7 separate regions of the Mus musculus genome follow, and all the other regions are linked to region 7. A link is a contact called in public Hi-C and promoter capture Hi-C data. All regions are on one chromosome and are shown on one strand. Each heading gives the region's core, a stretch centred on a gene start, on an enhancer-like site or on the middle of the called end of the contact. The rest is flanking DNA. Distances are from core to core; before and after follow the strand shown. Region 1 holds the start of Plxnd1 (plexin D1). Region 2 has its middle 57 kb from the start of 6820426E19Rik. Region 3 has its middle 110 kb from the start of Cxcl12. Region 4 holds the start of 6820426E19Rik (RIKEN cDNA 6820426E19 gene). Region 5 has its middle 48 kb from the start of Gm9946. Region 6 has its middle 80 kb from the start of 6820426E19Rik. Region 7 holds the start of Depp1 (DEPP1 autophagy regulator).

Region 1 (3,455 bases), core at 366-2,865, 660 kb before region 7:
AGTACGCTCCCGGGCCAGCACCGCTGGCAGTAACCAATCCTCTGGGATATCTGCGTGCATACTGTATCCCCGCACACGCCCCTCAGGTCTATGGCTTACCTGTATGTTGCGCTTGCTCTCGCAGGCCGGCCCGGTGCCCTGCACCACACTGTCCAACACCGCCACCACGTCGGGCGCCGGCTCCACGAAGCAGGCGGTGCGCGCTGCACGAATGGCAGCCTGCACGTCGTCGAAGCGGAAGGCGCAAAGCGCGGCCGGGGCGTTGCGGGCACCTGGGGCGCCCTGGGGCCTCTCGAAGACAGCGAAGAACTGCTCGCGCGCGGGGAAAACCGACACGAGGCGGCTGTAGAGGTCGCCGCGGCCCGCGCCGCCCGCGCACTGCAAGCCCAGTTGGATGTAGGACTCGGTGAGCTTCTTGGCGTCGCCACCCGCGCCGCGGGGCAGGCAGATGCGCGCCAGCAGGCTGCGCGCCTGGCTGTCCTTGTCGCCCGCACGCGCCTCGCTGTTGAGCGCCAGGTACGCGTAGGGCTGCGCGCTGTGCGGTGGCACCGCCGGGTGCAAGAAGGCACGCACGAAGCCCAGCTTGTGCTGCTCCTTGGCGCCCTGCTTGATCTTCAGGATGTTATCGTCCGACGGGTTAAGGTCGAAGGTGAAGAGCTTGGCCAAGTCTCCACGCGCGTCCAGGGAGCGGATAGCGATCTCGGGCGTGTTCTCGAAGCGGTGGTCTTCTAGGCTACGGTTGCGCGGGAAGAAAGCGCTGCCGAAGCCGGTGTACGTGGCGCCCACGAGCAGACGGCTGCCCCCGGTGCCCGAGGTAGGCGGCAGCACCAGTCCCACAGTGGACGCGTTGGGGTGGTTGGCGGCCACGTTGAGCATGCTGGGGAACACGGTGACCGGTTCTGCGGTCGGCGCGGCAGGCGGAAAGCTCACGGCCAGGGCTGAGATGTTGCCCCGGCGCCTCAGCTGGCACAGACCCTGGTAGATGGAGCCGCACGCGACCACCAGACCCTGGCCCGGGTCCAACTGCAGGATTTTGTTGTAGTTGTCCGTGAGGCGCCGCGGGTGCTCGCACGAGGCCTGCGGGAGCTGCGGGGCGTGACACAGCGGGCTGTCCGGCACGGGACCCACGGTCGCCTCGGCTTCCAGGCTCAAGTTGGCACTCGACAGTTGGTACAGGCGGTTCACTGCCGCCAAGTACACGGTGCCCGCCGTGCCGTCCAGGGCGAAGTTGTTGGTGGGCGTGGGCGAGGGGAAACGGCGCTGGATCTCTAGGGCGCCGGCCCGTGCCGCCCCGAGCAGCAGCAGCAGAGGCAGCGGCAGCAGACCAGGGCCCCGCGAGTGAGGGCGCGGACGCAAGGGGACGGCCGCGGCGGCCCGGGCGCTAGGGGGTGCGCCGCCCGCGGCGCGACGAGCCATCCAGGCGAGCGCGGGCTGCGCGGCGCGGCGAGTGCATGGGGCGCGGCGCGGCCGGGAGCCGGGAGCTCGGAGGCGGCGAGAGGCGGGGGGGGGGCCCGGGCCGCGAGGCGCTTCCTGCCCGCGCCTGCCGCCCCCGGCCCCGGCGCCCCGGCCCGACTCTGGCGAGGCGCTCAGCCCGGGGGCGGCTCCGTGGAGACCACGCCCACAGCCCATCTCCCCGCCCCAGCAGCTTGGCCCACGCCCTTTCGCCCCGGGCCACGCCCCCGGCCACGCCTCTGGGCCACGCCCCGCGGTCCGAGGTCACTGGTGGCCGATACCCGGGCAGTCGCAAGTTGCCTGCCTCTTTCCTGGTTCCTGGCCAGCTCCTGGAATGTCTTCCTCTCGCTTGTTTGTTATCCTTCCTCTCTTTCTCCTCGCTCTAGTACCTTCTCTGTTCTGTTTCTGGGCTCCCGTTTGCCTTCCACCGCCTCTCAGAGTTTCGCTCTTTCAATCTCTCGGACTCCCCTACTCCGATCCTGTCAACTCCGCCCCGTGTCTCTCCCGCGTCACTCCCTCTCCCTCATCTGCGTTTCCTTTTTTTTTTTTTTCTTTCTGTTCCCGCTGCTCTCCCTCTCTACTCTTTTCCTCTCCTTGCCCCTAAAGCCCTCCATTTCCCCTCAACCGCCTGCCCCTTCTGGCCACAGTCCCCCTCCCCGCCCCCCCCGCCCCCCCCCCCCCCCGCTCACACCCCCTATGTTCTCCAAGCCTCACTCTAAAGACCAGCCAGACCAGGGACATCAGGCCCCTGGCTAACCTATGGTCTGTTCCCCGAACTGCTCTGTAAAAGGAGTTTGCAAGCAGCAGGCTCCGGGGACAAACTTGACAATCCCACAGCAAAAGTAGGAAACTGTGTTGAGAGGAAGTTCATTCCTCTTGCAAGGGCAGGCTGGGCTGAGCAGAACACCAGACACAGGGCCTTACTTTCTGGATAGAGCCAAACCCCGCAGACCCCCAGGACCTTGCCCTTAGGCCAAGGTTCTGAGAAACCTAAAGTCATTCCACATATGAGCTGGCACTGGGCACCGGACTCCTTTGACCTTCAAAGGAACAGGTAGGCCCTGGGATAAAGGCAAGGAGTCATTTTCCTAAGGTCATAGAAACCCAGGTGATCCTCTCCATAGCATGGGAGTGCCCACATAGGACCACACCAAATGCTAACCTCCTTACAAAGACTCAACCCACTTTCCGTGCATGGAAACTGAGGCCCCAGAAGTAAAGCCCAAAATACACCGCTAAGGGGGAAGGTGGGACACAGACCCATTGTTTGAAGCCACAGTTCCAGCTACAAGTTCTCAGTCAGGGTCTCCTAGCAGCTTGCAGCTGTCACTTGAGGCCTAGTGGCCCTCTCTCAGAGGGTGACCTTGCTCCCACCAGATAGGAAGGAAGGATGGGGAGGGGCTTTCCCTGTGCCTGAAGGGTCAGCAGCAAGGGCTCAGAGCCCAGCCATCCCCATTTCCCTGGCCCCCACCCCAACCTTCCTGTCCCTGTGCCTGCCTGCCGGCTTGCCTGCCATGTTCCAGCCCATTCATGGCCTTGGCTTTGATGGTCAGGAGTGTTCCTTGGCAGGAAATTGGAGACTTATGTCCTGCCTCCACCCCCAACTGAGCACCCAGGGGACTTGCCTCTACCTCTGTTTGGGGAAGGCCCGAGTCATGCTCTCCCTGTGAGCCACAGGCCCTCCACTCCACTGGACAGCCCCAGCACAGATTATAGGCTTGTCTTCCTCTGCCCTCCCTCTCTGTCTCTCTCCCTCTCTCTACCCTCTGTCTTCACACAGTATCTCTGGTCTCATTCTCCATCCTCTCCCCACCCCCTCCTTGCTTCCTTCCTGTCCCTCTCTTGCTTTCTTGCCGCATCCTGCAGCTCCCCCCACTGAGCCTCGAGGATAATGCTTTATGACATCTCGGTTTAGCTGGCCAGATGGATTGTTTTGTGTATTGTGGACAAACTTCCTGCTAAGCTGGTAGATTTCTGCCATCACCCCACCTTCAGCGTTTGGG
Region 2 (3,929 bases), core at 580-3,079, 790 kb after region 7:
TGCAGGAGGAAACAGAGACTCATATGCACCTGGGGAGTCCCCCTCCCCCATTGCCAGACCCCTACTCCCTTCTAGCATCCTCACCTTCAAACTGGAAAGAAACATGACTGTATTCTTTTGGATGGCTCACTGGGGGATTTTTATACTGGCCCTATGCTTATTAAAGTGGGATTTTTACTACAGAACTATTGAAAATGAAAGCTTAGAGAAGTAACTATTTCCCCCTTGAATGTTAGAAGGCCAATCTGCTTTAAAGGAAACCATTAGGGGTGGGTCAGCTAGTGGACCACTTAGAGACTATGAATGGTCTAGGTTCATGCTCTCCATCCCCTTGGATAAGGAAAGTGGTTATTCAGATAGTGTGGAGCCCCAGGGCCTGAGAGTCACACATCAGCATCTGGACATGCCTCTAAAACAAGTTCCTGTGCTCTTCTAGTTGTTAAAGCCACAGGATAGAAGTTTGCAGAAGAAATGTGTCTTCTTCTGAAGTCCCTCTATTGTTCATCCAGCCAAGTGGGCCCAGATAGAGCCGGCTGCAAGTAATGATGATTGGAAGTAGAGGATGAGGGACAGGTGCAGGTAGGGGGATGGGTGCAGGTAGGGGAATGGGTACAAGTGAGGAACACTAAAGGGGAGGATGGGTGCAGGTGGAGGGATGGTTATAAGTAGAGGATAGCTTCAAGAGGGGTGTGCCTGAAGACGGAGTGACTGCAAGTAGAACAGGTATGGATTAGGAATAGCTGAAGATGGGGTGGCCCTGGGGTGCTCAAGCAAGTATCCTCATATCCATGCATATGTCCTTGCTCCCCACTTTTCTGATTCAGGAAGCCCTTGGATTTTTTATGTGCTGAGGTGGTGAAACCTCCCTGACACACTCATGATCACTGTGACATGCCCCTGAGCTGTTTGTGAAGAATAACATTACAAAGGGCTGAACACCATAGGCAAGCCAAGGGAGGAAGGATCGTTCAACTCCAACATCTCTGGACTTCCTATGATCTGTCTAGCCACCCTTGGATCTCCAGGCATCGCAGTTTTCAAAGCAGGGTGTTGATGGTCCAGCCTAGCTTGGCCACAGGTCTGCCTCATCCCCATCACTCCCTCTCAAGGAGGTGAGCCTGCTCCAAGGGCCTGATCATCCACCTTGGGTTTAAGTTACCAAGACGTAGGAGAGGACTAAGAACTTGGGGGACAGAGGCAAGAAAAAAACCTCTCTTAAATGTGACACTTCTCAAGAGGGGAAGCTAGCCTTAGGGTCCACTGGGAAGCCACCCAGGAGTGATCTGGAAGGGTGGACCTGTCAGTCAATGCAAATCCCTCTCCACTGACCAGGCTGGGCCTCCCTACTCCCCTTAACTAAACCTACAATTTTAATGGAGCTAAAATTACAACCCCCAAAATGTCCACCACCAAAATTTAGGCTGTTGCTTTAAAATATTTTTTCCTAGAGAGATGAGTCTAGTTAAAGGTGTACTTCATACATTACCTAAGGGGAAGTTTAAAGGTCTCTCCAGTTCTTAGCAAAGTGCTATGTGAACAACAGGACATGTAATGACCTATTGCCTGTGTCTAGGGACGCATCACCCTTGGCCTTATGCAGTCAGTCAGCATTTCTGAGGAAACCTGACCCTCGTTGTGGTCAGTCCCATCTCCTTCCCACACTGGAATTTTATTAGGCAAAGTTGCAGAGTCTTTTTCTACAATTGTTTTCTTGATAAACACCCCGTGTACAGCATGTGGACTTTCTGTAGTTTCATTGCACCAGAGTTTGCTCCTGAGAAAACACTGCTATAGGGGGAGCCCAAAAAACGAAGCTGGAAATAACTGGGGAGTGAATCAGGAGCTGGTGTGACTCTTACTCCTTGAATTCCAGGAAAGTGGGGATGTGGCACAGCCCTGTGTGGAGCAGGCGCCTGGCAGCCCGCCCAGCACACAATGGGCCTGTGATAGCATCATTGGCTCCCTTGGAGAGAGGACAATGGAAGCCAACAGCCACGCAGGCCCCAAGTCGGAGCCATCACAGTCAACAGGACAGGCGCAGGCACCCACTCCCTCACCCGGAACAAGGATTCAAAATAGGACCTGGCCAGGAGGCCCAAAAAGCAGGCCCCAGTTTTGTCAGAAGACTTGCCAAATGAGCACCAAAGCAACTGGGCTGTCCTCTGCAGAAGTGATCCTGGGCCCTGGGAGAAAGCCATAGCTAGGAGCAGCAAGGAACTCTGGGAAGAAACCGAGACCTGGAGGCTGGGGCTTTGTCTCTGCTTCTGCTTCTTCTGCTTCTTACTCAGTGCATCATGAGACAGGAGTTGGGAAGGGTGGGGATGCTATATCCACTTCCCTCTCCTGACTGGGTGAGCAAACCCTAAGCCTATGTGCAGTGGTGAGAACATGAAGACTGTGAGTACTTTGATGATAGCCGTGGATGGATAAGGTGTTGCATGAAGGGACCCACAGGCTCCAACAAGCTGGGGTTTCCTGATGCTAAGTCCTCCTTGGGAGGTCAGGCAAACTCAGCCATGATGTGTAACATGTGCCTCATGTTCTCCTGGACAACATAGTCTTCAAGGCAGGGCCAAACTCATCCATGCCATGTTTTGAATAGCACACATTTGCATAAAGGCCCAGTGGTGTTCCAGGGTGATCCTGGGGTGTGTAGAGCTGGATCTGAGCATTGATAGGCCCAGAGGATGAGACTAAGAGCCAAGGTGGGGCTGCCAGGAGAGGCTCTATAGGAGCAGTGCCATGTGGGTGAGCACTATGGGACTATCAGCGTATGGGGTACAGAATGACTTGATTTTCCAAAATCCTCATAAACTGACTTGGGCTTTGTCCTGTATTTTTATGGATCTAACAAGCTTAAGGACAGCATATTGGGAGATCAGCTTATTGCTAGGACTAGAATTCCAGGTAGTTAGAGGCTTGCCTGCCATGGGCCATGAGAGCAAGAATGGGGTAAACAGATGGTAGGTTGTATAACCTGACAGATAATGTCTTACCACCTCCGCATATCAGTTTTCTTAGGTTTTCAAATATAATCAATGTATATCCCTACGTCGGCCCCAAATGGCATAAGTATGTTGCCACATGAGGTCTGTGAACTTGGACCTGCAGGGCATTGAACTGGACAGACTCATAATACTGAAGATGGCCCTGTGTTTTACTCCAAAGGATACTGGAGCTCAGAACTGTTAGGCATTTTAGCTGTTTCTAAGCCAGACCAGCCCCATCTTTTTGCAGAATAAACAGAGAGTTTAGAGCGTGTATCTTCAGGTGTCAGAGGCTCTCTGTGATGGTAGACAACAGCTCTATACCCTCAAGCCATAGTTCAGTACAACTAACAGGATAGAGGGTCCTGTGTGCTCCAACCTGATAGTCATTAAATTCCAGGCATAAAGTACATGATACCTATTTTACATATACATTATCTAAGGTTCAAAAATCACGATAAATTGAAAAGCTTATAGCTGGTTACAAAAGTTTATATATGAGTCAATTCTATTTCCTTGACCAATGAGCCTATGTTTATGCCTTTATAAAAATACTGTGACTCTGTAGTACAGCTTGATCTGGGATGGTGACATCTCCCAACAGTTGTTCTTGTTGTTGCTGTTGTTGTTGTTGCTGTTGTTGTTGTGGATTGTTTCAGCTATAATGGGTCTCTGGTATTTCCAAATGAAACTTAAGATTTTTGTTTTCAGTTTCTGTGAAGAAATGCATTGAAATTTTCATAAGGACTGCATTGAATCTGTAGATTTCTTTTATTAGGACAGCCATTTTTACAAAATTAACCCTACCGATCCATGAGCATGGGAGATCTTAATTTCTTTGTCTTGTGTCTTACATTTTTTATTGTACTTTTTTGGTACAATACTTCTTTGGTTTTATTTATTCCCAGACAGACAGACAGACAGACAGACAGACATATAGTA
Region 3 (3,623 bases), core at 441-2,940, 630 kb after region 7:
CACACACACACACAAATATGATAGAAAATTTTGTGAGAATTAAAGGAACTCCCTGCAGGTTGACTTTTCGTAGTCTACAGAGATCTAAAGAGCTATCGGTTGCTTTAAGGGTTGACAAGATGGTGAGCATTGGAGATGGGTGGCCTGTAAGTTTGGGGAATGATGAACTTTGTTTCTTAAAAACATTCCAAAAGGTTTTATTTGTGACCTAGTCTCCATAATTCCACCCCTTCTGGAAGATACTACCCATTCCCAAATTTACCACTCCCCGGAGGTTCAGATTGGGCCTGACTAACATATTGTAACTTACCAATTGAAGATGGGGATTGCTCCGCCGTCATTCTAGTCCTACAGTTCTACTCACAGAGAACATCAAAGGGGGTTAGAGAGAGCAGCAACCTCCCACTCTGGATGGTCATTTCCTAAAAGGGAACTCTCACTTGCCTAACCTAAGTCTGTTTAGTTGACACCTGTAAATTAGCTCTGGATGTTAAAAGCATCAGCCTCTGGCCTCTCTGCCTTGGAATATCCACACGGCCCCAGGACATCCATTGCTGGAATGTGCTGGTTCAAAATGGGTCCACAAATTTCAGGAAATTCCTTTCAAATGGTAGATCCCTCCCGATAAATGTGGATAGACTTAGTATCACACTTTAGTCAGATTAAAGAAAGATGGAATAATGGGTTCAACCCTAGACAGAGAGGAACTGCTGTATACTGAATTGCCATGAGCTTACCCCAGACAACACTTAGGGATTATCTTACAGTTCTGAGAGCCAGAAATCTAGGCACCACATGACCGAGTCTCCTACCCAGAGAATTACAAAACTGAGAGCAAGGTGCTGGCTAGGACTGATCCCTCCCTCCTAGGGCTTGTGAGGCTGTGTCTAGCTTTGGGTCCTAGAGTTACAGACTGACAGCTTCAAGAACTCTCAGCTCTTAGAACCTGTTCTTGAGACCTTGAGAACCGAGCCCCATCCACGACATGAACTTTGTTTATTGAATTAGCGTTTCTACCTTCAAACTCTCTAACGTGTGTTAAAAGGCTGTCTACAAAATAGTATCTCCTGGAGTATACAGGGTTATCTTGGAATTCTGTCTGCCACAATAAGTCATCAGGATCGCCAGCTCTAGAGAAGACTAGCTGCCATACATGGAGGGTATCCAAGCATCCTTCTGCAGAGGCCCACACAGGTACCACCTTGTCCAGCTCTACCCAAAAGCCACACGAGAAGCTTCCTAAAAACAAGTTCTGTAGGCCCTGCTCAGTCTGCAGATGATCCAACCTCAGCTGCCATGCCTTCTGCGACCTCGGTATGGGCTCTGACCCATGGCCACTCAACCTAGCTGCTTCCAGGCCCCTAGCCCATAAAGTGCTATCACATATACTTACTGACTGGAAAAATGCAATGGTTTGAATACTAACTCATGCGCTGTCTGAAATTTTAGGAAATCAGTTGTTGACAGTGAGAAAATGCAGCATTGCAACATTCAAGAAAATTCCAACAGCATTGCTTTCTGCCTTCCTGGACTCAAAGACAGGGGGCTCATTTGGGCTTTTGTCACATTCTCAGTTATGCTGTGGTCACCACTGGCTCCTGTCCCTCTTCTGTGGGAGGTGACAAGCCACATTGCCAACTAACCAGCCCATTCCCTGGAGCCTTGCTGCTTCCTGGTTCATTCCAAAGTCTTCCCAGCATCTTCTCTGGTTCTGATTTGTCCTCAGCTGCCCACTGAGAGCTGAGCTTACCATCTGGCTAGCCTTCTGTGGCTGCCTTGCTTTTCTGCCACTGACTGTCCCTACTTGTGCTGTTGTTGTACATGGGATGTGACCTGAGACCAGCATGATGAGTGAGAAGAAAGGCAGGGACCTCCCATCCTCGGCTTGACTGCCGTGGCTTCATTTAAGCCATTTCACAGTAGGAAGGGAAACTCGTGATGCTAGGCTGTTTCCCCCTCCCAGAACTGTGAACCCAGCCCTAGATAACAAACCATAGCATCTCTGCATCCTCCCTCCTTTGTCAGTGCCACCCCCATTCCCTAGAAATTTCCAGATAGTGTGGAGAATCCCAAGAGCCCAAAGTGGCCAGATGCCTGGCGTGCACCCTGCTCCTAGAAGAATGAATGAACAAGACTTGGCTTCAGACCGTCCCTTCTTACCGCCTGATGGAAACTGGGAACAAAGGACCCTGTGAGCTCCCCCTCCACCGCGTACAGAGCAGGGAGAAGCTGTCTTTCTGAGCAGTAGCAGATCTGTGTGACATGCCACTCCAGACGAAACAAAGCTAGAGCCCATGGCTATTAATACTTCAGGCCAGTTCATCCTGAGCTGTCAGTGGCCACAAAGCACAAGGTAACACAGTCCAGCTCCCGAGCCAGCCTCGGCCTCTGTGAATAATTAGCGCTAAGTATGAGATGTGTGGCTGGATCTAATCTAACCCAAGCTCAATTATTTCACTCAACTGATTGGGTCCTGCCTGGAGCCTGTTCTTCCCGCCTTGGCAGGTGTGCAGCAAGCGCCAGGGACGCACTCCCTGTCCAAATGGGACCGTGTGTCTAGAAAGCAGCTACAGGAACCTCTGAGAAATTCGATCCTCCAGCTCCGGATTCACTTTCCTGCCCGCTTCTCACCTAATTCCCATTCCAGAAGCAGGATGCTGGGACACACACACACACACACACACACACACACACACACACACACAATTACAAGAATGATCACTAAAATAGGTTGGCAATTGATGCCCAAGCTTCATCCCTTGGCACTGACTGTATACACTCTTTCCCCATCTGCATCTTCTGAGGTCTCTCATTTTACAGTAATCTTGAGCCCTTTTTTAAACATTCCAAACACATCCCTCCATCTTCCTTTTGCCTCTTCAGGCTCTTCACTTTCCTCGGGCCACCTTGCAACCTGGGCTATAGAGTGTCTCTAGTCCTGAGCTTAGATCTTGAGGCCATGGAAGTCTCCTTAGAGCACATCTTGCCAGTGTCTATGTCCAGCCTGAGTCTCTGTGTGTAGTGTGCTGCCTCCTCCTTTGGGCACTACTGAGCATACCTCTTCTTTCTGGGAGCAGAGCCTAAGCAACCCCAGGTTCTCAGGGTTCAGGGCCCCCAGGTGAGTCCTGGCCCAGGTTTGGAAGCAAATGGGAAAGATCCAGCAGGGACCCACATCTATCTGTTTCTGTGCCAGACAGGCACAAGCAGGATGCAATCAGTGTCTTCTCCCTAGGACTTCTGCCCTGAATTCCACATGTGAACACACGCCAGGACTCTGCCCTACACTGACACGATAAAGACATACGATTTGGAACTAAGAATATCCATTGGCTCATATGTTTTCTCAAAACTGTGACTCATAGGCTAAGATGTTGTCAGTGAGACAAAGAGCAAAATCATGCAACTTGGGCATCAGCTAGAGTAAAATATTGAAGTAATTAGTTAACTCAGTTAATGTGAGTTAAGCCAGATAAATTCCCTGGCCCCACATTAAAAAATAATAATATATATCATTTACCTCTTGTGCCTTGTGCTTTTCCCTATCCATACAATGAGGACAAGGAAAGTACCTACCTCACTTGGATGCTTTGAAGATTGAGAGAATGCATAGCCACAGCCTCAAG
Region 4 (3,874 bases), core at 1,054-3,553, 840 kb after region 7:
GTTCTTAGGCCAGGAACCACTAACGGGACACTCCTTTTTATAAGGCTTGTGGCAATGACCTCACTGGCCAAAATAGTCCCACTATCACTGACCTAACCACATAGGATGGATATTGTATTCAGAGGAATAGGTGGAAGTTTCAGGACAGGCATCCCAACCCCAACACTCTGAGTTCTGTTTTTTATCTACAAAGTGTATCATCATGGCTTTGACTGATCCTATCAGTGATGCCATGAAGAGCAATGAGATCAGAGAAATGGACCCTTCCTTAAAAAAAAAGACAGCATGGCTCTTACTATGGTAACTACATTTTTATCAACACAACCAACACAACAGAAGTTTCAAAGGGAGGAGTACCACACAGGAAAGAATAATTTTACTATATTCATATTCAATGAGCAGAGACCCTAGGACTGAATCATTTCTCATAATGGCTTCCTGAGATTCTAAAGCATGCAGAGACTCTACAGAGAGAGAGATGGTCATCGGTAAGGATACTTTACACTGTATTTGGCTTATCTGGTGACTCAGGAGGAGTGATTTATGCTATTGATTAGGTAGCCAGTTTCTTTGCAGGTAAAATGGGCCACCTTCACCCTCAGTCTTCCCTTTAAACATAAAGAATGCTGCTGGAGGTGTGGCTTGGTAGTAGAGCAATTGCCCAGCATGTGTAAGGCCCTGAGTTCCGTCCCCAGTGCTGTAACTAATAAAAGTAGGAATTGTAATTCTGGCTATAACACAAAAGTCAAACAAAAATAAATGCTGCATTACCACATGACCCAGAAATCCCACCTCTGGATGTGTACCCAACATAATTGAAAGCAGGGACTTAAGTAGATATTTACAGACTTGGGTCCTTTGTAGAATTATCCACATGGCCAAATGGTGGAAAGACCCACGTGTCCACTGACAGAAATAAGCAAATGTGGAAGTACATCTATAAAGTACTATAGAGCAACACATACTAGGACTTGTTCCAATGTGGATGAACTGTGAGGACAGATATTGGATGCCTGCACCTTTGTGGGGGTCCTAATAGTCAAATTCATAGAGAGAACGAGCTGGTCATTCCTGGGGCCTGGAGGAGGTGTTGCCTCCCACATTCAGATCAACAGTGTTATAGAGCCTTAGTGTAGAGATGGGCATTAATCGGGCTGCTCAATGCTGGGGGTCTGGGTTAATGTTATATCACTATTTTATAGAAGAAGTCAAACAAGGGAAGACTCTGGAAGGTGGGAAGTCTCCCACGATTTCTTCAGGACCTTGGAAGCAAAGACAGCACAGTGGGACACAGGACTCACTTTACTCCAGTGTAAGTCAACCAATGCCCTGGAGAAGCCTAGAGCCTGTGCATCCACCAACAGATGCAGACCAAATGTCCACAGCCTCCTCATTACCCCCATGCAAGTCAGCCAATGCACCAGGAAAAGGCATGCTACGGGAACAAAGAGTCTTTATGACCATAACTATTCTGCATAGGCCAAGCATCAGTGGAAAACACCCCTCTGCAGAGCCACAAGACTGGCTGGTGGCTGGGCCTGTACATCAGAACCCTCCTCACCTCCCAGGTTCTGATAAACTCTGGAGTTTTTATTTTATTTATTTTATTTTGAAGATACATAAGTCAAACCTCCACACATATTGTCATGGTGACATTCTCCCTATGTGATCATCTTATAAGGACACCAGTCACATCAGCTTAGGAGACTAGTGACAACTGCAATGACCTATTGCCAAAGGTCATGGTAAACATGACAGGCTGGGACTTCAACAGCTATCAGGTAGGGGGTACACAATTTAACCCCTAATGTGTGCTTATTTTTATATTGTGCAATAGTTATATTCTTATAACTATTGTACAGGTTATTTTAAATGTCACTGTGGAGAAAGAGCCTGAAAAAAAAACACGATGTTCTGTGTTTTATTTTTGCAACTTCACCAAAGTATGTAATTGAATCAAAGGAAAAGATTTTGTTTCATTTTGTTTGACAGAGATGAAGTGCATCTTCACAGAATTTTTTTTTTAGTTAGTATTTTTAATTTTTATAGAATTTATTTTTTTTCTCATATTTTTCTGTGGTTTGCTAAATAGATTGCATACTTTAAAGGGAGCCAGTCAGCAGCTTTGAGACTTCGGTCAGACCTCTCTTATTGCAATCCTTCCAAGAATTTCAAATAAATCACCAAACCTCCTACACAATGATAACAAGTTCTCAGTCCTACAGACAACTGAAGTGCCTATAATTCTAAAAATGTTCACTCCTCTCTGGCCTCAGGTTACTGTGGTTTGGGCTTGGAGATCTGGTGACATTTTTCTTGATCTTCTCTAGGGAAGACTGAAGATCATTCTGGGGTTTGTGGTCTCTCTTTGTTCCAATGAATGACTTGAAGGCATCAAGACACAGAGGCATGGAAGAGGAGTCCTCTGGAGGTGGGGTTGAGAAGGCTCAAACCTGCTGCTGCTTCCTGGCTCACTTAGGTGTACGGCCACAGGGACATCCTGAGTAGGACCAGCGGCTGGCAAGGCCTCCGATCATTGGCATCCTGGTCACTTGATGTTCAGGGACAGGAAGCAAGATGAACCCAAGACTAGGTCAATCAGCAGGTAACAAAATACAGGTAAACAGAAGTCAGTCCTGGTGTTCCTACAAAACTCAGTGGGATAAATATGGGCACAGCAACTTATATTTCAAAATAACTAGATGAGTCTACATTGCTCGTTACACAGAAATGATAAATGTCTAAGGCAGTGGAAGTGCTCATTATCCAATTTCATTTTTACACATTGTGAACACTGAATTTTTGCACTGGATACCATAAATATTTATAAACATTATCTAACATTAAAGTATTAATTAGACTATGTATGGTTGTGTGTGGAGATACAGGCCTCTCATCTCAACACTCAAGAGACTTGGGCAGAAGAACCAAGAGTTCTAGGCCAACCTCAGCTACAGAGTGAGACAATGTTTCAAACTGGCATCTTTTAAAATAAAAAAAGAGTTCATGGCAAGGCCCAGAGCATAAGGAACTCCTAGACCATGCTAAAAACCTGGCCATTTTGGGGTTGGGGTTGGAGGACATTGTAAATTACCATGAACTACACACATCTATGTCAAACACATCTTTATCATCCCAGATTCTGTAGGTGACAAGGCTTGGTGAGGGGAGTCCGTAAGGGTCTCAGGAGGCTACAGTCACAATGCTGGTCAGCTTGCATCCTCTTCTGAAGCTCCACCAATGCTCAGTGGCTGCTGGCAGAACTCAACCTCCCTGCAACTGTGGGATAGATCCAAGGTATTTGGTTTCTGTTTTGTTTTGTTTCCACTGTTTGTTTGGATTTTTGTTGAAGTGTGTGTGTGTGTGTGTGTGTGTGTGTGTGTGTGTGTGTGTGTGTATGAGAGAGAGAGAGAGAGAGAGAGAGAGAGAGAGAGAGAGAGAGAGAGAGGAAGAGAGAGATTTGTGTGTTTCTTTGCTGGGCATTTTTCAGGGTTATTCTCTGCACATCAGGGCCATTTAATGGCTATTTAATTGGCCATTTAATTATGATCAATTAATCCCCTGCAAGACCAACCCATTGCCAGGAAAGCTCACTTCCTCAAGACCAGCTAAGGCTTCCTCTCTCGTTTGACTTTGAAAAGGGCCTCGTGCTATTAAGCATCAGATTTGTCCCTTTTCACTGTCTCAACGTAAACTAGGGACATAAACTCAGTGAGTCTGCCTAACTTCTCGTTTCTGAAATGAAGGCCTGTAAGAAAAACCATCATATTTTAAGTGCTGCCCACCTCCACAAGAAGGGACTCTTTGGGAGGTCTATCTATCTGGGAGTAGGAAGTGTGGGCCCAGGGCTAAACAGCACTTCCTGATGGACCAA
Region 5 (3,723 bases), core at 508-3,007, 960 kb after region 7:
CTCAGGAGCCCACGACAGCCAGGGTCCTGGAAGAGGTGTCAGAAGGAGGTCTATGGGGCTAATTAACAATCTGTCACCTCCCTCTTCTGATGAGAACCACTGAGAGCTGATCTCAGCAGAACACAGGGATGTAACCCAGTCGCTCTAAGGATGCTCCCACAGTGGCCAGTAGGTCATCAGAACGTATTCATCTTAGAATGTTTCCTGTGGGAAGCTTTAGCTTAGCTAGAAGAGCGAGGAAGAGGAAAAGATGAATTGCAGGAGTTACTCAGCATGCTAAGGCACTGGGCTTTTTCCACCTCTCAACGTGCTGAATGTAATCCATTTCTCCAGACAAGCCATTCGTGGCTAAAAATAGGACCATGTCTCATGGGCATTTTTTTTTTACTTTATCTCCCTCTGCAACCATCACAGCACTAGGTCTGCCAGCCCTTGGTGCCCCATGCCTGGAAGCATGGTCTAATTTTCCTCTTCCCTGTGGCTCTCTGGTTCCTTGGAGTGGTTAAGTTTAAAAAGGGGCTGCTTACAAAGACTTATGAACAACTGAAGAGGTTCTCATGGCTCCACAGAGCTGCCTCAGAATGTACTTCTGTGTAAGACAGAAGGACAAACTCCATGGCCTGTGATGTCCTGGAGACTGTATCTAAGAAAGGGGAGTAAGGAACAAAGGATCCCTATCCAAGGTTAGAAACAAGCAAAACGTGTACAGGACGGAAACCCTTGGAGCCATGCTATAACATCACACAGCCTGCAAAGGCAGAACCGGATACCACACAGCCTATCCGCATCCAAACCCTGACCCCATCTATACTGCTCCTCTGCCTCTCTGGGTCCATCATGTTCTGTTGAGAGCACTTCACGCCCAAGATCTGATGGAAGGTGATGGAAGCAAGCCAGCTGGGGGGAAGATGACACCGTTGCTGTGTAAACACCAGCTCTACACCACCCAGACAAGGTACAGCCCTAGCCACATGAGGCAAGCTGACATCAACATATAAACATCATCTGTGTACTAGTTGGACCCTGGAACAAACAATAGGGTGCCATAGGCATCCAGTCATCAGTGCAAGAATGGAAAGATAAGGTCAAAGCCGACCCTCAAGGGTGCACATAGTAAGGAGCATGATGAACCTGGCCTACAATCGTACACAAGTGCTAAGGAAAAGCATGAGATCTATGGTCCTCTCTGGCTCTGCAGGCTCTGAATCAAGTTGCAGGTAGAGCATTGATGCTATTATCATAGTTCTTAGTGTTAGAGACTTACAAGTCGAACATTAGAAATATATGCCAGTCCATCCAAGCACACTGTATTAAAAAGTACGTGTCAGGAGCCTGAGGATGACGATGGGGGGTATCAGAATGAGCCAGGTTTTCAGAGGAAGGCCTCCCTACATACTGGTTACATCACACCTGTGAGTGGAAATGAGCAGCCTGGCCTTGTTGGACAGTAACAAGGGCTTCTCAGACAATCAGAGAGCAAGTGTCTTATCTGATACATAGGCAGCCAGGCCTCGGCAACAGAGGCAAGTTGCTTCAGGAGTCTAGGAGGTGTTGATCTGTGTGACACTGAGTAGTCCCATGGGTAGGAACACCCTTCTACCCAGCCCTGGCTTATCTCCAAGTCTCCAGCTTTTTAAAGCCGAAACAATGACAATTCTGACCCTTGTTGTTTCCTAAGAACACTTATGGGACAAAGTCAGTGCCGCAGTAAACAGCTTGGGAGCCAAAAGTCTCTGGCTCCAGCGAGCATGTCAGGAATGATTCATCTGATGAGAATTCTCTTTCTAAAGAGAGAAAGTCGGGTTAAACAAGGCCCTGCACACAGTGGCCTTCCTGTAGCAAACAAATCCCAACCAGATCCATCAGACCAGGTGAGGGCATGCTCACCCACCAAGCCCACCTACGGCTGATGTGTCTGTGAGCTCAGACTTACAAATGAGAAGAGAAAGATGATAATGAAGAAAATGGAGGAGGAGGAGGAGGAGAAGGAGGAAGGTGGAGGGGAGGAGGAAAGAGGAGAGTGATGAGGAGCAAGATGAGGAGGTGGTGGAGAAGGAGAAGGAAGAAGATGAAGAGGAGGAGAAGGAGGAGGAAGAAGATGAAGAGGAGGAGGAAGGAAGAGAGTGGTAAGGAGGAGGAGGTGGAGGGGGCAGAAGAGGAAGAGGAGGAGGTGATGATGGTGGCAACAGTAATGATAATTATGATAGAAGTGCATTTATCAAAAAATGTTCACAGCCTTGCCTATAGTCTAATGGTGGCATTCTCTCAATTTTGGTTCCTTCTTCCCAAATTACTCCATCTTGTGTCAAGTTGACAAAACTAACCCACACACCAACACTGTCTCAGAAGAGCAATAGGTCAATGGCATCTAGTTCTCCATAGGGCAGAGTAAGGAGAAGGGATGCCTTCAGGGGATGGGGAATCACATGGGCCCAGGAGGAAGCAATAGAAAAGCCATTGCCTGAAGGAGAGCCTGGTGCTGGGAAGCAGAATCTAGAGAACAGAATTATGGCCACCAAGATTTGGGCAACAATTAGAGCTGTGCCTTGGTATTCGTGGGTGACTAATTCCAGGACCCCCTTACAGGTGCCAAAAATCTAAAGACTATGGCTTTTCATAAGTGTCCCCCAGAAAGTGCATATTATGAAGGTTTAGTCCGCATCATATTGTGACCAAGCAGGACCTACTAAAGGGAATTAGGTCACTGGAGTTGTGCCCTTAAAGGTGGTATTTGAACCCTAAGTCAATCTCTCTCTTCTCCTCCCCTCCTCTCTCTCTCTCTCTCCCTCTCTCCCTCTGTATTTGCCATGAGGTGAACAATTTTCTTCCTCCACATGCTACTACTATCATATGCTGCTTGCCACAGGATTAAAACAACCAATTACAGCATGAAGTTGAAACTTCCGAATCCATGAGCCAAAATAAACCTTTCTTCCTAAGTTTCTTACCTCAGATATTTTGTTACAGTGATGGAAAGCTGACTGACACACTGAGAAGAAATCTCATATAAAATAAGGCTCTGTCTGTATATAGCCTGCACACATTCTCATATGCTCTAACTCATCTCTAAATGGCTTACAGTGCCTAAAACAATGCAAATGTTAGATAACGTTTTACTATAATGTAATTTATTAAGAGAATAGCAATAAGGAAGAAAGTCTATCTCTGTTGTGTATAGATAGTATAGACAGCATTTTTTTTTTCATTGATTTTGATCAGAATGTGATTGAATGCACAGATGCTGAACCCATGGATATTAGGACCTGATGTGAAAGTTTCTGATTTCTTTAAAAACTCACTTGTGTCACGTGATGTTTTTCTGGATGCTGTCTTATAAGAGGGCATCTGATGCTTTGCTGAAAACAGACACTTGAGAGAGCATGTGATGTTTAGATGCATTGTAATGATTCAGTGGTCTTCACTGGTCTTCACTGGTCTTCACTGGCCTTCACTGGCCCTGCAATGCTTCGCTGATCTTCTCTGACCTTCACTTCATAGAGAGAAATGCACCAAAGAACTTCTTGTGGTATTTCAGTTGATACTGGCTGCTTCCGCTGAAGAGTGGAATCGCCTCCAAGAACTACTTCTAAACAGGTCCACAGACCCCTTTTTCTATTACCCTTCTTTCTCTCCCACCTCTGGTCAGTAGGCTAGAAAGGAAGTCCTGACTTGTCTTGTCATGCTGGCCTCCCTATCCTGACCATCCTCCATTGCACCCAAATC
Region 6 (3,670 bases), core at 961-3,460, 770 kb after region 7:
GGTGGAGAGATATAGAAGAAGTCACCTGAAATTAACCCCTAACTTTCACATTCACATACACCATGCCTCATACACATGTATATACTACACACAAACACATGTAAGTAGGTACACACTCACATACACAGTCCAACACTCCCCCTACATGATATACTACACACAAACACATGTAAGTAGGTACACACTCACATACACAGTCCAGCACTCTACTCCCCCTACATGATACACTACACACAAACACATGTAAGTTAAGTACACACTCACATATACAGTCCAGCACTCCCTCCACATGCTTATACTACATAGAAATGCATCCAAATAAGTAAAATCCACTCTCATAACATTATTTATAAGAAAAAAAGTATTATCTACAAGAAAATATTCCAATAGCAAAATTTGCCCATCTCAACACTAAAAAATTACATGCATATTTCATGTGGACCAAAGCCCAGAATTCACAAATCTCTCCATACAGATTGATCCTAAAGCTAATCTTTTAAGTTTATATTTTAAATTTTCTCTCCAAAAAAAGTTTGGAAGTTTTCTAGGCATTTAACAAAAGTATGCTTTGCCTTTATTTCTTGTTACCCATGACTATTTAAAAAAAAGATTAAAATTTAATCTGTAAAGATCTGTTCTGGAAAAACATCCTTGTCAACATGTCTCTAGTCATCCCAGGATTTTGTAACTTAACATAACTCTTATTTCATGTCTCCCATTAATATTGTTCTATATAAACAAACTGTATTATTGGTGAAATATTTTAGATGATTATTACTTCTCCAAAATATTAGTTATTGCTTAGAAATCACTTATCTGTTACCTCTGATAAATCAGCTATTTCATATAAATTCTGTAACGAGCTTCTTTTCCTCAGTATTAACATTTGGAAGCACCAGACTCAAACCATTCAATCAGTATCAAAGCTTAAAATATACACTTCAATTAGTTGCCATTAGTTAAGCCTGAATGACATATGCCTTATATAACTAGTTGAAGTCCTCCATATTAGCTAGTTGCTTTTTCAGAGGCATAAAGGAAAAACCAGAGACCACGGCTCAAACATATTAATGTAGTTCCAGCATCAGCTCTCAAAACACCCACATTCACACAGAACATACATTGATGTTCATGCACATTTAAACTTGGCATGCCAAAGATAGCAATTTTTAGTGCAATATAAGCTCAAAAAAAATGTAAAAATGAGCTGAAGAGATTTGTCAGTCAGTTATTTTTAGAAACTCTAGGAGATTAAGCCCATGCTGCTTTAGAAGTCATGATACCTTTAGAGGACTAGTCAGCTGGAGTTTCTGTAAGCGACCATGACAGTGTGCACATGGTATTTTCCACAGCCATAATAGAGATCTCTTCAGCATTCTTGGTTGTCTGTTTCTAGTCTTTCAATGGAACTCCAAGGACTTAACCTCTATCCTACAGCGCACGCCCATAGAATTTAAAACTCCAAATTTGCTCAAAGGAGCTGCCAAACTGATAAGAGCTGTCATACAAATGGCATAAAGTTGTCTAAAGTTTTGGGGGTGTTCCATTTCCTTTGCCAGATGACGCAAGAAAAATCCAAGTTTCCTTCTTGAGGTTCTTGGCCTCATTATGAAAAGAATTTAACAACAGACTCAAAGGAAGCTCTGGGACGAATTTGTTTGAGTTTAAAAGGAAAAATCCAGGGCTGTCGAGTGGTAGCTCTTGGCAGCTTCCTGGAAAGGAGGAATGGAGAAAAGGAAGGAGGAGAAGGCTGTGAGTTAAGGCAGCCCAAGGGCAGCCACATGGCAGGCATGGCATGGCTAGGAGGGGCTTCAGAGAAAGAGTAAGGATGCCCAGGGTGCTGGGGAATGCACTTTTAGAACAGAGAATGGCAAAGAGCAAACGTTACAAGTTTTGAGTAACTCAGAACACTAAGCAGGCTTGAGAAGCTGTGTGTCTGTGATAGGGAAGTGGGAATTCTGGGAGAGAACAGCAGCCCATCTCATTAAAGGGCAATTACTCTGCCTATCTCTGTAGAGGAACTCAAGGTGAACCTGCCTTCCTAAGAAGGCTTGCCTTCTTGAGGGGATATCCTTTAGCTAGCCTCTGACCCTGCCCAACTGGAATGTCTCCAACCAGACTGTAAACTGCACCTCCTTAGCCAGAAGGAATGAGTTTTCCTTGAATGGACCTTGACTGCTCGCTACTGTGTCCATAACAACCCAATTAGTTCAATGGAACCTCTGTACCTCAGAATAACTCTGGGAGATAAAACCCTTCTCTAAGCAGCAGGCATTGAAACAATTCAAAAATAACCTGTCAGCTCAAAGAAGCTGACAAAACTAAGAGTACCGACAGGGGAGAATCTTACCTCGGGTCAGACTTTCTCAAGAGTCCAAAACAAAGTCCAAATAGTCACGACACTGCTTCACCAAGTAGAGGTTTAAAAGTAACTGTCTTCAGCTGAAGTGGGAGGATGTGAGGCCCCAATCTGAAGAGATGCCTCAGCTGCATGGGGGTCCTCCAGCCCTTTCCTCCCAGGTGTGGTCAACTTGTACTGCTGGTACCCAGAACATGTCTTCTTTAGAAATGGGCCATGGTCGTGTGCGTTTTTAATCCCAGCACTTGAGAGGCAGAGATAGGTGGATCTCTGAGTTCGAGGCCAGCCTGGTCTACTGAGTGAGTAACAAACAGGACAGGAAGAGCTACACAGAGAAATTCTATCTTGATTAAAACCAAAGTGTGTGTGTGTGTGTGTGTGTGTGTGTGTGTGTGTGTGTGTCTGTGTGTGTGTCTGTGTGTGTGTGTCTGTGTGTGTGTCTGTGTGTGTGTCTGAGTTTCTCCCCTCCCCCCCCCCGTGTGTGTGTGTGTGTGTGTGTGTGTGTGATTTCTCTCCCCCTACCCCCTCTATGTGTGTGTATCCGTCCGTGTCCATCCTATTCTCTTGTCTCAGTTGGAGACAGGAGTAAGCATCATCATTTGTAAAGGCTGAATTTCTGGGGAAAGCATTTCATGCAGACCTTGGTGGATCCAAGCCTTTCCGAACTGCTTTTCTCATCAGTGTCACCAAAGTGCTGCCACCTGGCTTTTGCCCTGGCTTCCCTTCAGCTCTCCAGAGCTGTGACCTGCACTGAAAGAATCCATACGAGATACAGAGCTCAGAGTGGAAAGAAAGGAAGGTTTATTCACAAGCAATTTGAGACACTACCCAGAGAGAGAAGACAGTAGTGACCCGAGAGAACACTACATAGAAGAACACCCTCAAAGGTGAGGGTTTGCAGTGACCAGAGAAACCCTTGTGCTCACCCAAACATTTAAGGCTAAGGTTAGGGCATTCCTGAAGTCTTTGGCAACAGCTTCCTGGGGGTATTTTCCTGTCCAGGTAACTGCCAGGCCCATCTGGATGAACTCAAAGGGAGGAAACAGTATTACATCTTTGTTCTTTACTAGAAGGCCTCCTGCTGGATAGGAATTTTATGATCCTTTTGGATTATAAATTGAGAACGTCAAGTCTCCGCCCTGGACCACACATAACTCAGGTCCCGTTCTTTGAGCCCTAAGTCATATAACATAAAGATTAAAAATATTAAAGGGAATAAAAGTAAAACTACTACAAAAGCAGCCAGAGTTTACCAGGAGAAAAGAGCCTTTTCCTAAACAGCCTCTGCCAAGCTGTGCAGCCTCTGCCTGC
Region 7 (3,937 bases), core at 804-3,303:
CCCCTATTCTCCCCGTACCTCTTTTCTCTTCTCTTCTCTTTGGGTATTTATTCAGTGATGTTCTACATCCAGTTACCGCTTAAACCGTAACTAATCTCTTTTCATATCTATTTGCCACACAGTTCCCATCTTGGATGGTGGCATGGATAGGCCTACTAACCATGATTCATGATGGCTAACACGCACACTGAAGATGTTTGAGAACACAACGGATGATGGTGATGACGTGGGGTCTAATTAAGAGTTCAGCCAAGCTTCCTAATCCATGGAACAGGAAGCTAAGCAAAGCCTGCGATTAGGTCTCTGCTATGGAGTGATGCTAAGGCATGGTGGTGAAGGGTGTGCTAAGTGAGGTCTGAAGACTCACATACTTAATGGCTACTTAAACGTACAGCACAGGGGATTGCAGTGGGCCTGGTGCTGCCCCGTGGATCTCTAAGATTCATTCATCTGGAAGAACTGGGGTCCCTACTTCTCTTTCTTCCCTACCACTCTTGATAGCCATCTTCCTTCTTTCTGCCTCTATGCATTTGAGTTATTTTGGATTCCACACTACACTTAAGTGAAATCATGCCCCACCCACTGCCCCATGGAGTCTCCTCTCTCTTCATTGTCCTGGAAAGCCCCCGTGAAAACAGGGATGTCATGAGAACCTTCACGTGGGGATGGCCTCACCCCCACTCACAGTGTGGATCTCATGGTCGGCTAACAGTCATGCCTAGTTTCAAACACCTCACTGACCACAGAGAGAAGAGTCTAAGGCTATCAAAACCACACACAGCTTCCTGATACGGCCTCACAGTGTTTGCCTAAACAGTCAGGCAAAAGGCTGGAGTCCTGTGGAATCATTCAGGTGTAAGTTGGGAATTGTCACCTGACTTAAGCATTGTTCAGTATCTCCAATGTCCCCATGCCTTTACCCATGACTCTAATGCTACACTTGGAATGCATAGACACAAGACCAGCAGCTCACCATGCTGCAGGAGGCTAGTGTCTGTCCAGCCCTCATGTATCAGACCTGAACGTACTGTTCCCTCTGTAACTCCTCTTCCTCCCGCTTCTGAGGGTAGGTGAGCAGAGGCGCTGAGGCCTGAGAAACGCAAAGCCGGTTCCTTCCCAGGGCTGTCCATCTTGCCTTCAGCTGCCACTGTGTTGGTATCACCCTTGGAGTCCCCTGGTTTCTCACAGCTGCTGTCATTTGCCCGAGCATGGCATCTGGCAGAAGCCACACTACAGCTCCTTACTCAAACCTATAGTGCCTTGCCCTTGCTTTGGTATCATCTGGCCCACCTGACCTGGACCACCCCCTCTTCTGCTGCTCCACAGCCCTTCGGCGCTCTATTTTGCAGCCATCCTGAGTGCTGAGTCACTGCGCCTGCCCACTGATGACTCCATAATCCTTCTCACTGGGAAACAGGCATCATACGTGGTGATTTGTCCACAGTATTTGCTATGCCATTAGCAGTCACTGGCACATGCCTGGCCAACAACGGGCAAGCAAATTTCTCCTTGAAAGTATCTGAGATGTTATGAGAGAAGTCAGACAGACTGTCAAGCTGCCCCGGCACTTGTGTAAGGTGATGTCCCTCACCCTGCAAGCCTCATGTGTTATCATGATCATAAGTGTAGGCCTGGAACTCAGCAAAACTTAGCACAAGGCTGGCGTGTCACAGGATCACAGGTCCTGGGGTAATCCATAGTAGAAAATACTGTGCTATACCAGACAGGGGTGGAAGCCCATGGGGGTCCTATGGAGGTCCCAGGTTCCAGCAGTCCCCAGGTCCCAGGAACCCCCAGGCTGGCTTTGCTCTCTACCCATAGTAAAGCTGTCTAAGTCAGGTGAGGTGGCTGCCCCACACCTCACCCTACAGTGTAAATATTTCCCAACCTCCTGCAGGCACATACACAAATTCCAGGCTGGCAGCTGGGCCAAGCCCCACCCTCTGTGCTTTCCCCTGAGAACCTTCCAAAGTGCTGTTATTTTGAGCTTTTCCTGACAATGATTGATGACCGGAGGAACCGTGTAAAAGCAGCAGTGTGTGTTGGGTTTGCCAGACCGCACAGGGGAAGAAACCACAGCACATCGTCCTGACTGTCCTCTTCCCAGGGACCAAGAGCTAGAGACCCGGCTGTGACTGCCCGCCTCTGGGGCTTCCTTTAGAGGAGACAGTCTTTACCCATCTAGACTCCTGCCACCCTGACTGCTGACTTACAGGTAAGAAGAGCAGCCACCCTTTGGCTTGACACTTTTAAAACACGGGGCTAGTTTATCTCTGAGAGCATCTCTCATCCCGAGCTTTCACGGCCTGACTACTGGATAGAGAGCAGGGGGGTGGGTACCACCGACCACTATGATAATAAGGTGTTTATACAAGGCCTTTGTGTTTACAGGAGAGCTGTGATGTCAAAGCTATGTCTCCGTGAATTTCCCCATATATCCCTGCCAGTGGGATGTTTATAACCCTATTTTTCAGACAAGTAATTAGAGGTTTAGAGAGGTGACATTGCCAGTCTCTAAGTCATTAAGTGGCAGAGACGAGTTTAAAACCTAGGTGTTCTCTGACCCCACATTAATACCCCCCCCCCCGTTTTCTTACCTGTTCGTTCTTCATTTTAAAATTTTTAATTAATTTATTTTATTTTATATGCATGGATATTTTGCCTACACTAATGTATGTGTGCTACACACATGCCAGTCAGACCCCTGGAACTTGATTTATAGATGGCTAGAGCCACTATGTGTGTGCTAAGAACTGAACTCAGGCTCTCTGCAAGAATAAGTACCCTTACCACTGAGCCCCGACTATCTGGCTATTCTTAAACAACACTAATGATGAAGCCTTAGTGAGCTGGGTACTTTGGTGGTAGCTGGAAGGATGAGTGCGGGTGGGGGCAGGGGGGTGAGCCTTGGTCTCAGATCTGCAGGTTTCTTATTGTTTTCTGGGTACCCGAGCCCCGTGTAGCATCTCCGATGAGGGAGAGGAAGTAGGAGGGTGTCAGGGTGGCATGGCGGGCTCGCCACTGGTTTCCTCTTGGCTAACAGGTTGCTTTTGCTTTATTAGCAGCTATGAGGTCCCGGCTTCTGCTGCCCGTGCCCCATTTGCCAACGATTCGGGAAATGTCAGAAGAGCTGTCACATGGGGCAGCTGGGCAGGAACCCCCAGCGTCCCCCAGCCTGGATGACTACGTCAGGTGTATCTGTCAGCTGGCACAGCCCACCTCAGTGCTGGACAAGGTCACAGCCCAGAGCCGTCCCAACAGACCCTCCCGGCCAGCCTGGACTCGAGAGAAGAGGCGCCAGGCCGAGTCTCCAGGAGACAGCTCTCTTTGCGTCAGCAGCCTGCAGCCCACACTGCCCTCTCCCGGCACTGACAACCCTCTGGACTGGCTCTTTGGGAAGTCACAGGGAGAGCAGGCAGATGGGAGAGGTCGACCCAACAGGACTGGTTCTTCAGATCCCTGGGATGTGCCCAGACAGATGGGCAAGGACACGGGGAGACTCTGTGAGGCCAGGGTACCTGAGCACTCTCTGGGAAGAAAACCAGGGCCCAGGCACCAGACCTCCGACCTGAAAAGCTGGACTTCTAGAAAGTCCTGCCGGGCCTTAGCGTCCGTCTCCAGCTCTCGCCCCAGCAGTATCCTAGGTACTCTCTATTTGCACCTCCCAGTGATCCATGAACTCTAACTCCTACCCCAGGAAAAACCCATAAAGGATATGGTGGGCCCCTGTGCTCTCTCTAGCTTTCCTCTCCTGTGGTGGACACTTCCTGGCAGGTCTGCAGGGACTGGGCAATTCCTAGTGAGACCCATCCTCTAAAGAGCGATGACAGTCTAGCTCCCACAATGCGACTTTGACTGGTACCTTTTGTGTCTGGCTGGCCCGTGACTTTGAAGCGACTCAGTGTCCTCTATGTCTTGGTTTTATCATGACTAAAGT

The links. Promoter capture Hi-C pulls out the DNA fragments that hold promoters and counts their contacts. A called contact is a pair of places that touch in the nucleus more often than the background predicts.
Region 1: a promoter capture Hi-C map of pre-B cells shows a contact between it and region 7, with 2.8 times the contacts expected there. The contact joins the promoter of Plxnd1 here to the promoter of Depp1 in region 7. A contact is called at or near these places in 3 of 39 promoter capture datasets (the C10 cell line, neutrophils and pre-B cells), 1 of 484 Hi-C or Micro-C datasets (CD4 T cells) and 1 of 9 other capture datasets (embryonic stem cells).
Region 2: a contact with region 7 is called in a promoter capture Hi-C map of maxillary cranial neural crest, with 10 times the contacts expected there. The contact joins the enhancer-like site here to the promoter of Depp1 in region 7. A contact is called at or near these places in 5 of 39 promoter capture datasets (the 3T3-L1 cell line, frontonasal cranial neural crest, maxillary cranial neural crest and 2 more), 3 of 484 Hi-C or Micro-C datasets (cortical neurons and embryonic stem cells) and 1 of 9 other capture datasets (adipose tissue).
Region 3: a promoter capture Hi-C map of liver shows a contact between it and region 7, with 2.3 times the contacts expected there. The contact joins the enhancer-like site here to the promoter of Depp1 in region 7. A contact is called at or near these places in 3 of 39 promoter capture datasets (the 3T3-L1 cell line, hippocampal neurons and liver).
Region 4: a contact with region 7 is called in a Hi-C map of embryonic fibroblasts, with 4 times the contacts expected there. The contact joins the promoter of 6820426E19Rik here to the promoter of Depp1 in region 7. A contact is called at or near these places in 2 of 39 promoter capture datasets (the 3T3-L1 cell line and hippocampal neurons), 1 of 484 Hi-C or Micro-C datasets (embryonic fibroblasts) and 1 of 115 datasets of contacts at active chromatin or transcription factors (extraembryonic endoderm stem cells).
Region 5: a contact with region 7 is called in a promoter capture Hi-C map of the 3T3-L1 cell line, with 10 times the contacts expected there. The contact joins the enhancer-like site here to the promoter of Depp1 in region 7. A contact is called at or near these places in 6 of 39 promoter capture datasets (the 3T3-L1 cell line, hippocampal neurons, liver and 2 more), 2 of 484 Hi-C or Micro-C datasets (cerebellum and embryonic fibroblasts) and 1 of 115 datasets of contacts at active chromatin or transcription factors (kidney).
Region 6: a promoter capture Hi-C map of hippocampal neurons shows a contact between it and region 7, with 5 times the contacts expected there. The contact joins the enhancer-like site here to the promoter of Depp1 in region 7. A contact is called at or near these places in 3 of 39 promoter capture datasets (the 3T3-L1 cell line, hippocampal neurons and maxillary cranial neural crest), 3 of 484 Hi-C or Micro-C datasets (cortical neurons and embryonic stem cells) and 1 of 9 other capture datasets (adipose tissue).

The regions. Positions count from the first base shown.
Region 1 is chr6:115,993,390-115,996,844 of GRCm38.p6, forward strand. Plxnd1 (plexin D1) reads right to left here and starts at 1,616. Exons shown (of 36, transcript NM_026376.3): 1 at 100-1,616. The coding sequence starts at 1,416.
Region 2 is chr6:117,436,027-117,439,955 of GRCm38.p6, forward strand. No RefSeq gene overlaps it. Among named protein-coding and RNA genes, the nearest start is that of 6820426E19Rik, 57 kb to the right of the region's middle. Within about 2 kb of position 1,830, at least 77 of the 459 cell types and tissues checked have an H3K27ac peak or open chromatin away from gene starts, as enhancers often do. A contact at or near this core is called in adipose tissue, where this site is marked.
Region 3 is chr6:117,277,816-117,281,438 of GRCm38.p6, forward strand. No RefSeq gene overlaps it. Among named protein-coding and RNA genes, the nearest start is that of Cxcl12, 110 kb to the left of the region's middle. RefSeq lists an enhancer at 1,394-2,594. Within about 2 kb of position 1,691, at least 33 of the 459 cell types and tissues checked have an H3K27ac peak or open chromatin away from gene starts, as enhancers often do.
Region 4 is chr6:117,492,932-117,496,805 of GRCm38.p6, forward strand. 6820426E19Rik (RIKEN cDNA 6820426E19 gene) reads left to right here and starts at 2,304. Exons shown (of 3, transcript NR_152214.1): 1 at 2,304-2,619; 2 at 3,140-3,297.
Region 5 is chr6:117,605,539-117,609,261 of GRCm38.p6, forward strand. No RefSeq gene overlaps it. Among named protein-coding and RNA genes, the nearest start is that of Gm9946, 48 kb to the left of the region's middle. Within about 2 kb of position 1,758, at least 28 of the 459 cell types and tissues checked have an H3K27ac peak or open chromatin away from gene starts, as enhancers often do. A contact at or near this core is called in embryonic fibroblasts, where this site is marked.
Region 6 is chr6:117,413,596-117,417,265 of GRCm38.p6, forward strand. No RefSeq gene overlaps it. Among named protein-coding and RNA genes, the nearest start is that of 6820426E19Rik, 80 kb to the right of the region's middle. Within about 2 kb of position 2,211, at least 7 of the 459 cell types and tissues checked have an H3K27ac peak or open chromatin away from gene starts, as enhancers often do.
Region 7 is chr6:116,648,631-116,652,567 of GRCm38.p6, forward strand. It overlaps Depp1 (DEPP1 autophagy regulator), which reads left to right and starts at 2,054. Exons shown (of 2, transcript NM_145980.2): 1 at 2,054-2,215; 2 at 3,063-3,937. The coding sequence starts at 3,068. The coding sequence ends at 3,685. The region is part of intron 3 of Rassf4 (Ras association (RalGDS/AF-6) domain family member 4); the gene reads right to left.